Linked DNA regions of Mus musculus: all the other regions are linked to region 1. The links are chromatin contacts, called in public promoter capture Hi-C maps. All regions are on one chromosome and are shown on one strand. The core of a region is the stretch at or near the end of the contact, and the rest is flanking DNA. Distances in the headings are between cores, read along the strand shown. Region 1 holds the start of Trpc4ap (transient receptor potential cation channel, subfamily C, member 4 associated protein). Region 2 holds the start of Raly (hnRNP-associated with lethal yellow). Region 3 overlaps a (nonagouti). Region 4 holds the start of Itch (itchy, E3 ubiquitin protein ligase).

What was found. Promoter capture Hi-C pulls out the DNA fragments that hold promoters and counts their contacts.
Region 2: a contact with region 1 is called in a promoter capture Hi-C map of pre-B cells, with 2.1 times the contacts expected there. The contact joins the promoter of Raly here to the promoter of Trpc4ap in region 1. A contact is called at or near these places in 1 of 39 promoter capture datasets (pre-B cells), 1 of 484 Hi-C or Micro-C datasets (embryonic stem cells) and 2 of 115 datasets of contacts at active chromatin or transcription factors (embryonic stem cells and memory CD8 T cells).
Region 3: a promoter capture Hi-C map of pre-B cells shows a contact between it and region 1, with 1.8 times the contacts expected there. The contact joins the enhancer-like site here to the promoter of Trpc4ap in region 1. A contact is called at or near these places in 4 of 39 promoter capture datasets (the C10 cell line, the HPC-7 cell line, cranial neural crest and 1 more) and 2 of 115 datasets of contacts at active chromatin or transcription factors (memory CD8 T cells and stem cell-derived neural progenitor cells).
Region 4: a promoter capture Hi-C map of neutrophils shows a contact between it and region 1, with 2.5 times the contacts expected there. The contact joins the promoter of Itch here to the promoter of Trpc4ap in region 1. A contact is called at or near these places in 1 of 39 promoter capture datasets (neutrophils) and 1 of 115 datasets of contacts at active chromatin or transcription factors (memory CD8 T cells).

What each region holds. Positions count from the first base shown.
Region 1 is chr2:155,690,779-155,693,906 of GRCm38.p6, reverse strand. It overlaps Trpc4ap (transient receptor potential cation channel, subfamily C, member 4 associated protein), which reads left to right and starts at 1,523. Exons shown (of 19, transcript NM_001163452.1): 1 at 1,523-1,768. The coding sequence starts at 1,601.
Region 2 is chr2:154,789,600-154,792,727 of GRCm38.p6, reverse strand. Raly (hnRNP-associated with lethal yellow) reads right to left here and starts at 1,618. Exons shown (of 8, transcript NM_001139511.1): 1 at 1,180-1,618.
Region 3 is chr2:155,049,235-155,052,362 of GRCm38.p6, reverse strand. It overlaps a (nonagouti), which reads right to left. Exons shown (of 4, transcript NM_015770.3): 4 at 1,351-1,735. The coding sequence ends at 1,565. Among named protein-coding and RNA genes, the nearest start is that of Gm39965, 5.2 kb to the right of the region's middle. Within about 2 kb of position 1,527, at least 406 of the 459 cell types and tissues checked have an H3K27ac peak or open chromatin away from gene starts, as enhancers often do. A contact at or near this core is called in the HPC-7 cell line, memory CD8 T cells, pre-B cells and 1 more, where this site is marked.
Region 4 is chr2:155,131,999-155,135,126 of GRCm38.p6, reverse strand. Itch (itchy, E3 ubiquitin protein ligase) reads right to left here and starts at 1,646. Exons shown (of 25, transcript NM_008395.3): 1 at 1,542-1,646.

The DNA of each region.
Region 1 (3,128 bases), core at 274-2,773:
AATTACATTTAAGCCGAATAGTGGTAGCACGTTCCTTTAATCCCAGAACTTGGGAGGCAGAGGCAGGCAGATTTCTGAGTTCGAGGCCAGCCTGGTCTACAGAGTGAGTTCTAGGACAGCCAGGGCTACACAGAGAAACCCTGTCTTGAAAAACAAAAACAAAAAAACCCCAAAACAACAAAAAAAATTACATTTAAAGTGTGTGTGTGTGAGAGAGAGAGAGAGGGAGAGGGAGAGGGAGAGGGAGAGGGAGAGGGAGAGGGAGAGGGAGAGGGAGAGGGAGAGGGAGAGGGAGAGGGAGAGGGAGAGAGAGATTGATTAGAGGGCAGTTTGGAGGAATTATTTTCTCCTTTCACCAACATGGGTTCATTGGACCCAACAACTTAGGTCGTCAGTTTTGGCAGCCAGTGCTTCTACCCACTGACTCATCTCTCCTTATCCTATTTTCTTTGTCTTAAACCAGGTCACCAGGCAGTGATCTGCTGGAGCGAGTGGGAGCCACACCTTGCAAGTAGCATGCAGATGTCAGTCACAGTCTAGTTTGCCTTGGCAGCGATCTCAAATGCCTGCTGTTGTTCCACTGCAAGTTACTTATTACATCATTTCACTTTTTAAGGACTTTTGGTTTGGGCAACAAATTATAGCCACCTTAGTTACAAGTAGCAAACTTCATGGCATCCTAATTTGGCACACTCAACTTATTTTTGTTACAAGATAGCCTCCTAGAAGAGAAAGTGGGGAGAGTCAGCACCACCCTGCTTCCGAGGTTTGTCGGAGCCAGTGAATTCAGTTCTACTTGCGGGGAAAATGAGGGCAATATTCTATTTGATAGGGGATACAGTTTGCCAAATAAATAACTACATTTGTTTGTGTGGATTAGCTGTGGTCCCCTGAAACCCTCGTCCCCTAACAGGGCCCTCTGCTGTTCTGCTTATCACCTCGCCCTCCACCTCACCTATATATTCAGTATGAGGAGTACAGCTGGTGCCTTTAGGAACTATTTTTTGACATCTATCTGTAAATGAAATATTTTTCGCCATTTTCTTCGAATAAGCAATAGCATTGATGGTCCTTTACGTCTCATTTACATAAAGCACATATTTGTTAATTGTAATAAAAATATTAGTTGACTAGTCTGGCTCCCAGGACCTAAATATTGAATGGACTGAGGGCTAGGGGTAATGTGTAGTGACTTGGCTAAAGTCAATTGTAAAAGGAAGGGGACACGTGTCAAGTGTCAACTCTGGCCTAGGGCCTAGAATTTTTCCCTGGACACTGGGCTTGCATCATTTCCAGCTAGCGAAAATTTTGAGAGCTTGTGCACATAGTGACTGGTTTTCCACTTGGAGCAACCTCGAAGAAATGCTGGAGGTATCCCACTCAGCAAACTGGAGGGCCAGGAAGAGCCACATCTCAGCTACCTGCTCCCCCTCGGTAAAGACTACAGTTCCCATAAGGCGTCGGGGCACGCACAGTCCCTGCCACGCGGCTTGCACCTCCGCGTCAGTCCACTAGGGGCGATGTAGAGAGTCCTCCGCCGCCCCGTAGAAATCGACACGGCTCCGGGACCGCTTGCTTCCTGTTTGTCGGACGAGGAGACATGGCGGCAGCGCCCGCAGCGGCTGGAGCTGGGGCCAGCCGGGGGAGGCGGTTGGCAGCTACCGCGGCGGCGTGGGGCGGCTGGGGAGGTCGACCGCGGCCGGGTAACATCCTGCTGCAGCTGCGGCAGGGCCAGCTCACCGGCCGAGGCCTGGTCCGGGCGGTGCAGGTACGAGGCCGGCCCGGAGGGGCGGGGCGGGGCGGGCCAGGCTGGAGCTGGCCAGGGGCCGGGGAAGAGGCCTTTCCAGGCCGCTGCGGACCGTCCAGATCCCCCTTGGCTGGCCGCGGCGCTGTCCTGTGTGCGGTCCGGACGCTGTCAGCCGCGTTGGGACGGAGGGCAGTGGCCAGCTTGGAGGCCTGCGGGTCTGGGCCGAGTGGAGTCGAGCTGCCTGGGGTATTGATGGCGCGTCTAAGCCCTGGGCCGAGTTTCTAGATCCTCATTTCCCTGCGCCACGTCTGCGTGTCTGGAGGACCTTGGCGAGTTGGCTTCATCTTCTACTGGTCTCGTGTTTGCCCCTTGTGAGCAGGACGGGGTCCTCTTCACTGCAGCGCCCCCCCGCCCCCAAACGGTTCCCAAGCTTATGATAAATGTCATCTTCCCAGAGGCCTCAACGTTCCTCCTCCTTTTCTAAAGTAGGCCCCCCGGTTGTTATTCTATCAGATCACCCAATTCGTTTTCTGATGCTCTATTTTCTTTGCCTGTAATTGCATATTTCTTTGTTGTCTGCCCTTTCACGCCTGTATCTCACATTAGGCTGAGCTCCAACGGGTGCAGAAGACTCTTTTACTAGCGTAGGGATACATGCTTTGGGGGAAGAACTTTAGTTCAAAGCCCTATTCTCTTTCTCCCTCGGGCAAGTTACCTTTCAGGGCCGTTGTTTACTCATTTAATTCACCCTTTAAGGCTATTGTCAAATTCAGAGGAGATAGATGTGTCAAGTGTTAGTGTATTTCAGGTGCATATAAGGGCTGAAGGGTAATCAGTTATTGTTCTGTTTAGTGTCTAGCTTATTAAGTGTAATGATTGATGTCCTATACATGTGGTGGTGTAGGGTGTGTGTCTGTGTGTTGCGGGGGAGGGGGGTGTATAGGGCACAACCTTAGAATAAATAGATGAGGATAGGTGACTCCTCTCACTTTTTCTTCTTTCTCCCAGGTGATCCCAGAACTTACTTTGAAAACATTAGCTTAATTTCAAGATAGCTTTGTATATAGTTTTGAGGACTACATAAGGAACCAAACAGTGTTGATGGGAGAGGGACGGGCAGGAATTAGGTGAGTGGATGAGAGAATGGGTGTGAGATTTTTCTATACACCGCTACATATTTAAAGTTAATTTTGATCCATTTGAATATTACTGAAAGAACTGAACAGATCAAGGTGAAATGGTCGCAGGTGAAGGGGCGGCTGAATTTCCCTATAGAAACTGTAGATGAGCAGTCTTTTCTTCATTGCATTCCTCTGCATTTGCCTTAAGAAGAGGTGAGAAATACTTGCTCTGTCCTTGAAGCCAGAATACCTCACTGAGC
Region 2 (3,128 bases), core at 369-2,868, 900 kb after region 1:
ACTTCCGTGAGGTCCTGAAGCTAAACACCTCAGAACTATGTTTGAGACTTAAGATCTCTGGACCAGTCTAAGCACAACACCAGCAAAAACATTTCCTCCTAACCACTTTCCCTCAGAGTTCTGATAGCAACAAAAGGAGATTTTATCTATGGCAGATCAGTCCCTGTCTCTCAGTCAATGTCTCAGAGAGGAGCCTACCTTTCTTACCTATACGGTGTTAAGACTAACGGTAAATCAAAATGCCCTCTGCACAAAGAGATTTCCTATCAGGAAATAAGTAACGGTTACTAACAGCTTTGTACTTCTACGGCGGTTTCATGTCTCTGAACCTTGATTTCTGCTCCTGTGAGCAGGGACAGCTCTGGAAGACCGGTGTGGACATGAGGCGATACATTCACGAAGTTCCTGGGTCAGTCTCGTTAAACGTTACCTGTTGGCATTTAACGCTTCTGCCCTGTACTAACTCCCTCCCTGAATTCACTAACACCCGGAGAGGCTGCGTTCCTCCTTGACCCCATTTCACCCAGGTGAAAACTGAGGCTCGGGCTGGAGCAAAGTGGGGGACGCGGCCCCCCAGTTCGAGGGCTGGCCGTTCCCTTCCGCGCTCCACAAGACACCGAGCAAAGGCTAGGCAAGGGTAGCGAGAAAGGCGCTCAGACAGACCCGTGAGGGAAAAGAAAGGACCAGTTTTGCGCGCCTAAGGGAACCTCAAAGAGCTGGACCGACTGGAAAGCCGGAAGAAACCCGGGGCCCCAATCCAGGCCAGAGCCAGGCCCCAGCCCGCCCGAGGCCTCCCCGGCGCAACCTCCGCTCCCTCCCCTCCTCCCCTCGCCGGTCGGGGCGGGGCGCAGCACAAAAGACTCCAACTTCCGAGCGGGCACCGGCCCACCCCCAACTCCCGGCCCGCGCCCGGCCGACCGACCGGAGGCGAGCTGCGAATACCAGGCGTCCAGGGGCGGGCGCGCGTGGCCCCGGGGCAGGCGACCCGGGGCGGCGGGCCCGGGAGGGAGCACAGAGGGAGGGGGCCGAGAGTTACTCCGGCTCCCAGGACTCCCGGGACCGCGGAGAGAAAGAGTTTCTAAAAATAGGCACCGGCCCGCCCGAGGAGGTGAGGAACGAAAAAGGCACACGGAACAGCCCGCCCGCACTCCTCAGGAGCGGCCCGCGGCCCCCACTCACCCGCGCCGAGGTCTGGAGGAAGCCGCGCGGCACCGAAGGGCGACGGCGCGTCTGCTCTCGGAGGGCGGGAGGGAAGAGGCGGCCCTGGCCGCCGCGTGAGGAGCCCGAGCACACGCGCGAGAGTCGCGACCGCTTCCGCCCCCTCGGCTTCCCTCGGCTCCGCACCCCGCGCCGCTCGCGCGCCCCGCCGCACTGACAGAGGCGCGAGCCCCGCAGCCGCGAGTCCTTCGCTCGGCCGCCACCAATGGGGCGAGCGCGGGGAGGGGGAGTGCTGGACAGGCGTCTGCACTCGGCCTGCCCGCCGCCCCGGCTCCTACCCGGTTCTCCTCTCGGTCCTCCGAATAGGATCCTGCCACCCGAGCACTCAGTCCCCAGCGCCGCCCTGCACGGGCCGGGCTCTCCAAACGCGTGGGCTCCCTGCACACCCCTCGCGCCGGGCTTTGGAAAGGTCCAGAGCTTCGGCGCGCAGAGGAGGAGGGCGGGGCCGGGGCGGGGTCTAGCGTGGGGTGGGGGGACGGAGGAGGCAGGCGGGGCTGAGGGAAAGGAGTTTGTGGCTTCCACCAGCCGGGTGCTGAAGGCGGGGCGGAGGGGGTCCCGAGGGCTGACGGGCGGGAGGACACGAGGGAGGAGCAGCAGGCTGAGGGCGGAGCCGGGGTGGGGGGGAAGAGCGTGCCCAGGGGAGGAGTCTGAGGGGCGGAGCTTGGGCCTACGGAAGCGGAGGCGGTGCTAAGAGGTTGCCGCCGGTCTGCAGGAGGTGGGCCTTGGTAACACCGCGGGCAGGACAGTCGGAGGTAGACCCTGGGCGGGAGCCGGAAGGAGGAAGATCCTAAGGGAGGAGCGCGGCGCGGGGGTGGCGCTTGATTGGGCGAGGCCTGGAGATGGAGCCCTCTCTGTTAGCTGGAGGCGGTGCGGCAGGGGCCAGAAGCAATTGGAGCGGTTATTTCACTTTCTAGGAATTAGAATGCTACCATTCGCTGGGAAGGCTTGGGGTTGGGCGGAGACGCTTCGATGTCTGGGGTCTCTCGTCAAAGGTGGAAAAAAAAAAAGCCTGATTAAGTAGTTTTGCCCTTATGGGATGAAATGTTTTCTTACTTAATCTGGGTGTTGGTTCTTCCTCCTAAATATTTATCATGTCAGGATCTCCCATTTGAATCAGTTTTTCAGTCTCCTGTCTCTCCCACTTACATCCCCAATTTGCCTCTCCAGACCATCAGGGGGTCTTCTGAGAGCAAAGAGGACCATTGTCAGCTATAGTCACAAATCTCCCAGAAAGCTGGAGACGTACTTATTTGTATTCCCCATTCCCTTCAGACCTGTGATTTCATTACCTGTTGGGAATTAGGACAGAGTTTGAGGCAGGGTCTCTGTAGCCCGGGCCAGCTTTGTACTTGCTCTGTAGCCGAGAATAATCTTGAACTCCTAATCCTCCCTGCTTCTGCCTTCCAACTGCTGGCATCACAGCGAGGCCAGGCCTCTTGAGTTCGGGAATGGGTGATTCAAACAGGTTCTCAGCCTTGAAGAGCAATCAGTCTTACTCACTAAACCATCTCCCCAGCGCCAAGACCAGGAATTCTTTACTGGTTTTTGTACATTACTGTGTTTCCAGACCTACTATGGTGATCAATAAACACTTCCATCAATCAGTCCAGCCCCTACCAACCTCCTCTGCTTTTTCTGGTTTTATCCAGCTCCTCACTTCCCTCTCTGTGTAACAGTCTTCCTATATTTGCTCAAATATACCATCTATTCTTTGTTGGGTTTCCTTGTCCGTTTGTTTTTTCAAGACAGGGTTTCTCGGGGTAGCCTTGGCTTTCCTGGAATTCACTCTGTAAACCAGGCTGGCCTCCACCTCATGTGCCACCACCGCTAGACTTTGGATATAGCAATCTATTAACTAACACCTCAGGCAGCCTTTTCACTCATCCCATATTCAGGAGGAGCCTCCTCCT
Region 3 (3,128 bases), core at 278-2,777, 640 kb after region 1:
CTCTGGAGTCTCTTTTACATGGGGCTTGGCATGCTTGTGAGCCATCTTGTCAGCCTGTTTAAGGCATTTGAAAGAATAATGGCAAACAGACACAAAGGCCTGAAAGACTGATCCTGTATCAGACCTTATGCCTCACTGTACACACACACACACACACACACACACACACACACACACACAAACACACCCCTCTTGCTCCCTCCCCCTCTCTAGTTATCAGTGCTGAGATAAGATAACTTCTCTATGGAATCTTTTTTGGGGGTGGGGGTGGTCAGGCCTTTTTGTTTTCTTTTGGTATTGCTAGTGTAGTAATTTGCAGGGGTAGAGTAGGGGCAACTTAGACTAGGGAAGGAGCTCTGTGCTGCACACTTTCTTCTCAGCCTTTCTTCCTAGCACTATGTGCACAGCTCCATAGCCTCCTCCACAAGTAGACGACATTGTCTATAGCCCTTCCTCTAGTCTCAAAGGGCGTCCATTTGCCCCTCCCTGCTGGTCCTTCCTTACCGAGCCCTGCTTCCCAAACTCTTGACTCCTTCCTGCGAGTGTTCTACCTCGCGCAGTTCTTTCAAAATTACATCACCACACCTCAGCTTCTTACAGACTGAGACTCTGAGGGACTTCAGGAAACAGTCTGGAACATTTTTGGCAATTGGTCCTTAATAATTTCGCTCGATTGCTGCTTTTCAGCCCCATCCCCACTCCCAACCCCCACACTTTCTTACTGGTCAACGGAACTAGGGTGAAGATTGAGGAAGGCTATCTAAAATTTTGTGTCTTTGGGAGTCTAAGCTCAAGATTTTTAGAATTAAAAAAAAAAAGGCTGGGACTACTGCCTGGCGTAAGAAAAACTCTCAGGTCCAAACATCCGTGTGCCCTTGTGACTAAAAGAGGAGTGGGTTTGGGTGGTGACTTTGATTGAGAGCCTCTTAAAAGTTCTGGAATCCTCAACCCAAATCCTTTTGGATTTAGAAAGCCATTGCAAATGCACGGTCCCGCCTCCCCTCGCCCACCCGGCTGAGACTGCTAATGGAATTCTGAACATCTTAAGATTTTTGTGCTCCCGCTTAAGAGAATGGGTGAAAAGACTGGAAGGTGGTTCCCTAATGGCTTCTTTCCCTTAGTTTGGAGGCAGCCTAGACACTGGCAGACTGGAAGGAACTGCCAACATTGTGCCCATCCCTAAGATGCAGCAACAGCAACCACGCGAGCAGCTGTAGGCGCTATGTAGTTTCCCTATGGGCAAGAGTGGCTGGCGCGTGCGCAGACTGCGGGGTATCCGCAAGGACCAGACTCTATAATGGAAAGCGGCCGGAAGCTTTCGGCTTTTAAAAGAAATAGTCACACTTCCTCGGCAGCCTAAAAATATTATTGTATTCTGATTTTAGCTTCCACTAGGTTTCCTAGAAAACCGGTTTTTTGAAAGCGCCCACAAGTCACAACCACTGACCACGCCCACCCACAAGCCCCACCCACAGAGACCCGCCCCTCAGCCTAGAAGCGCGGGACCCTGAAGCCCCGCCCAATCACCCGTTCCCGAAGCTGCGCGCGCAGCGAAGAAGCTGCGTCAGCAGTTGGGGTTGAGTACTCGACAGGTGCAGGCGCTGCCGAAGAAACGGCACTGGCAGGAGGCGCACGGGTCGCAGCAGGCGGGTGCGGGTGGCTTGCAGCTGTCGCGGGTGGCCACGCAGGGCGAAGGTGGCGGGGGCCTTGCCACCTTCTTCATCGAAGCCTTTTTCTGTAGGAGAGACGTTGAGGACTACTGAACGGGCTACGCCATCCTGCGATGCTCATGTACTGTGGAGGTCCAGGACCAGAGACCTCTGCCCCCCTTTTTTTTCATGCACACAGGGCATCCCAGTGGGTCCTTGCCCTCCACCCCAACCTGCACATCGCCTTCATCTTCAAGCTTACCTAGCTCTGACCTGGCCCTTTTCTTAGGCCCCACTTAGCCCCAATTTTAAACAACCTTCCGGTTTGAAGCCTGTCACCATCCGTGTTATCCATTGCCCCTGGGTTAGGCCACTCACTGTCTTCTTTCCCTTAGCCACCCTGTCCTCTAGAGTTAACATCCTCCAGTGGCCAAAGAAGGCCCTTCCTATGACCTCATCGTCCGCTTAAGGGCTCCCAGTGATTTCTCTAGGGAGAAACAAACTTCCTTTTGGCCCTGGAGGACTCCTGTGTTTGGCATCTGTCCTTTGGGCTAGCTACCCCATAGCCTAGAGACATTCTAGCACTGGTAGTCAGGTCCTGTGTGCTGAGGAACCGAGTTTTCTATTTAAGTGTAACGTAAACATATATTTTCCTGTTAAACATAAATACTAGGTCCACATTTAGCGTTGGAATTGATGTGTGCAGTGACAGCTATTTACCAGATTTTAAAGACTGCACAAAAGTAACTTTAAAAAAATTTTTAGATGTTGAAATAGTAATACTTTATACCGAGTTTTAAATATTGTTAGTCTTTTAAGGCAGCTATTAGAAAATACAAAATTATACATTTATGGCTTATACTGTGTTTCTACTGGACATTGCTCTAGATTACTAATTTTTTTTGTTTAATGCTACTTCTCTAGGCTTTCCCCATGCTTTAATTCCTTTACAGTATGTATCATATAAGACTTTAGATTTCTTTATTGATTTACTTGAAGGCTGGTTTCCCCACTCAGACGTAAGCTCCACACAGCTATAATCTCTTGTTTACTGCTGTATTGCCAGCACCTAGCATGTATATGTATTTTGTTCAGTGCTCCCTGCTTTGGTTATAGTTGATCCAATTAATTGAGCCACACTACACAGGAATAGTATGTGCATTTCAACAATGCCTCAATCTGCTATTTATCAGAGTGTAGGAACCTGTATTATCGTAGTATGATTTTAGGTATAGGTACAAAAACATGAAATGGTCCTCAGTCAGCGAGAAAGCATTCTTTTTTCTGTCTGTTTCGGTTTGGAAGGCTCTGTTTGGTCCTAGCATGTCCTTAATTGCTTTTTTCAAGGCATTCTAACTGCCTTTTAACAAAGTGTGTTTTAGTAGCCTGTTTCAACTTGTGGGTCAAGAACCCCTACGGGGTCCTAATAACCCTTTCACAGGGGTTGCCTAAGACCACCGGAAAACACAGATATTTGCA
Region 4 (3,128 bases), core at 397-2,896, 560 kb after region 1:
TTGATGCCAGCCTAGGTTTACACACAGTGTGTTCTAGTCCAGTCAGCGATACAGAGCAAATCATGTCTCAAAACAAAAACAAAAAAATTAAAAGCTCTTGTAATTACACTAATGGCCAAACCTTGGGACCATGGATCAGTCTGTCTCTTAAGTAAATCTTTGTTGTTGTTTTGTTTGTTTGTTTGTTTGTTTTAAAGAATGTAGAATTTACTCTAGAATACAGTAAAAAGTATTAGGCACTTGCTTTTGGATTCATAGTATATATATCCTTGTTGACATCTGAAGTTTGAATTCCTGAACTCACACATACAAAGTATATTCACTGTTCAAAAGAAAATTTCAATCTTTTTTAAACCTGCAAAATTAAGCCTTAGGTAACCCTGTGATACACAAGGCTGAATCTCAAACTTGCCCCCAAAAGACTTTATTTCAGATGAGAACCAAGCCCTCTGCCAATCCTGGGAGTGAACATACACAGCCTTTACCTACTTTCTTAAGATAAGGATACAGGAGAACCACCCACTTAAGAGAATGATGATGGGTGGCTAGATGGTGTTCTGTCAACTGTGAAGAAGAAAACCTCCCTCTTCTCCCCACTGCCCCCTTTAGAACAAGTTCACTGCAGCTTAAAGAGGAACAGAAGTCTCAACAGGATTAGGATTCTAACACAGCCAAGAAAACAAGCGAGTGGGGAACTGTGAATTTGGGGTACTTTGCAAGTCACCTGGTCACATCTCTAACTTTAGGCCCAATGCCTACTTCGGGTGCACTGACCCTTATATATTTTTTTTCTCTCTTGAAGTTGCAGCCGGGAACTATGTCTCAAAACTCAAGTCTTCTATTTAAAAGTCCTGCCCTCATTGGGCTTCCACCTTTCAAATGCGCTCACCTCTACTTTTTTCTTTGCTCAAGAAAAGTACGCTCTCGGTAGAAAGGGCTGTGACAGCTCCACGTCTGCAAAAGTCGGTGGCGCCGGCCTGGGCCGGGACCACCATGAGTGGGGACAATGGAGGGAGGAGGGAAGTACAAGACAGAAGGGGAAGCAGTCACTGGGGAAGGTCCTCTGCGAGTGGGAGCTTGGAAAAGTCTCGGGGGGAGCCTGCCAGGTGGCAGGTGGGCCCGGCCGCCGCCCCTCAAAGGGCCACGTCGCGCGGGCGGGCCGCTGCCACCGGGCCCCGCGCGTAGGCCGGGCCGCGGGAGAGGAACCCCCGGGCGCGGCAGCGGGGCGCGGGGCTGGACCCTGCCCACGTCCGCCGCGGCTCGGCTCTCTCCCAACTTGGGGCTCGCGGGCCTACAGGCTCCGGACGCCTAGGCCAAGCACTAGCAGTTCGGCTCGACCTGCTGACCCACCCGCCACTCGGCTCGGGCCACCAGCCGGCTCTCCGGGCGCCCCCCACGGACACCGGCTGCGGGAAGAGCAGCCCCGGCTCTAGGTCCAGACTCGAGCGCCACACTCCTCTACCCTTCGCATTCCCCATGCCTTTTCATCCAAACTCCCTCCAAGCCACAGAAATGACCCCAGTCTGCCTGCGCGTGTTTACCGGGACTCGGGGCGGCGACGACTCCTCAGTCCCTCCGCTAAGATGGCAGCCGGTCCCGAGCCCCGACTACAGCGACTAGAGCTACTTCACACCTAGTGCGCAGGCGCGGCCTCCTCGGCGCAGTCCGGACTACAGGCCCCAGCAGGCCTTGCGCGCCAGCCTCCTAAATCATTTTTCCTCACCTCCAGGTGAAGTGGACACTAAGCCTTGCTCTCTACATCTCCAAGGCTTTTTTCTTTTCTTCCTTCCTTTCTCCTTTCCTTTCTCCCTTCTTTCCTTTCTTCTTTCGTTCCTTCCTTTTGACCCCTTCTTCCCCGCCAGGACCTCTAAAGACTGTTACCAAATGCTAGCGTGTCTCAGAATCACTTGAACAGCTTTTAAAAACAGACTGCTGAGCTCCACCGCCAGTTTCTGACTCAGTAGATCTGGGATGGAATAGGGGTTGCTTTATAATCTGCATTTTTATCAAGTTCTCTCCTGATACTCCTAACAGCAGGAATCACAATTTATGAAGCACTGTGCCGGTTCTATCCTTCTGGAGTTACACTGTTTGGGTTCAAATTCTCCTTTCTCCACCTTTTGACAGGAAGTTCTTAGGAGGGTGACAGCTTGACAGCGCCAAGGCGGCATGAGTTATAAAAACTGAAAAGCATACTTCTAAACGTTTACAACAAAACTATGTGAAAGATGCCATTGGTTACCTTTTCAGATGCTTAAATTAAACTTCTTAACCCAGGCAAAACACATCTAATCCTACCGAATTAATAGGCTGTGCAGTGGTAATAATAGAGGCACGTGATAATTAGCAAACTTTGCTATTATTGTTTATCCTGTTTCCTCGTAAGGAAACTATCTAGAAAGTCACTTAAACTTTTCGAAATACCTTTGAAACTACCATATTATGAATTATGTGCTGAGTTTATTAAACAAAAAAGATTCTGAGTTGGGAGGATGGTTCAGTGGGTAAAGGCTCTTGCCATGCAAGCACAAGGATGTTTGAAACCCCAGCATTCATATAAAAGCTGGCACCAACGGACCCCTAACAGTGGTGGGCAGACATAGGAGCTCCCTAGTCAACGCCCTAGACCACACAGCAAGCTTCAGGTTCCATTAGAAGACAGAGACAAATGGATCTCTGTGGGTTCAAGGCTAGCCATGTCCAAATATCTTGAGAGTTCTAGACCAACCGAGGTTACGTGGTGAAACCCTGGGTTTGGGTTTTTGGGATTTTGTTTTTGTTTTTTAGTTTTGGTTTGGTGTGTTTAAGTATTTAAAAGTTCTTCTGCACTTCCAGCCAATGTTTGCCACATTAGGGATTAAGCTGTAAGAGTTGGCTCAAGATGTAACTCACTAGTAGATACTTACATAGCATTGATGAGGCCCAAGATTTTATCCCCAATATTGAGAGAGTGGTGTGCTCTAGGAGAATCTGGGTTGGTTTCTTGTTTCGTTTTGTTTTGTTTTTTAAACTAGCATCCCAGATGATTCTTGTCACTGGGCATACTATAAGATATTTTAACAAATATTATAAATATATTTTGTTACTTTATTATTTTGTACAGAAAACAACTGAATATAAAGGAAATT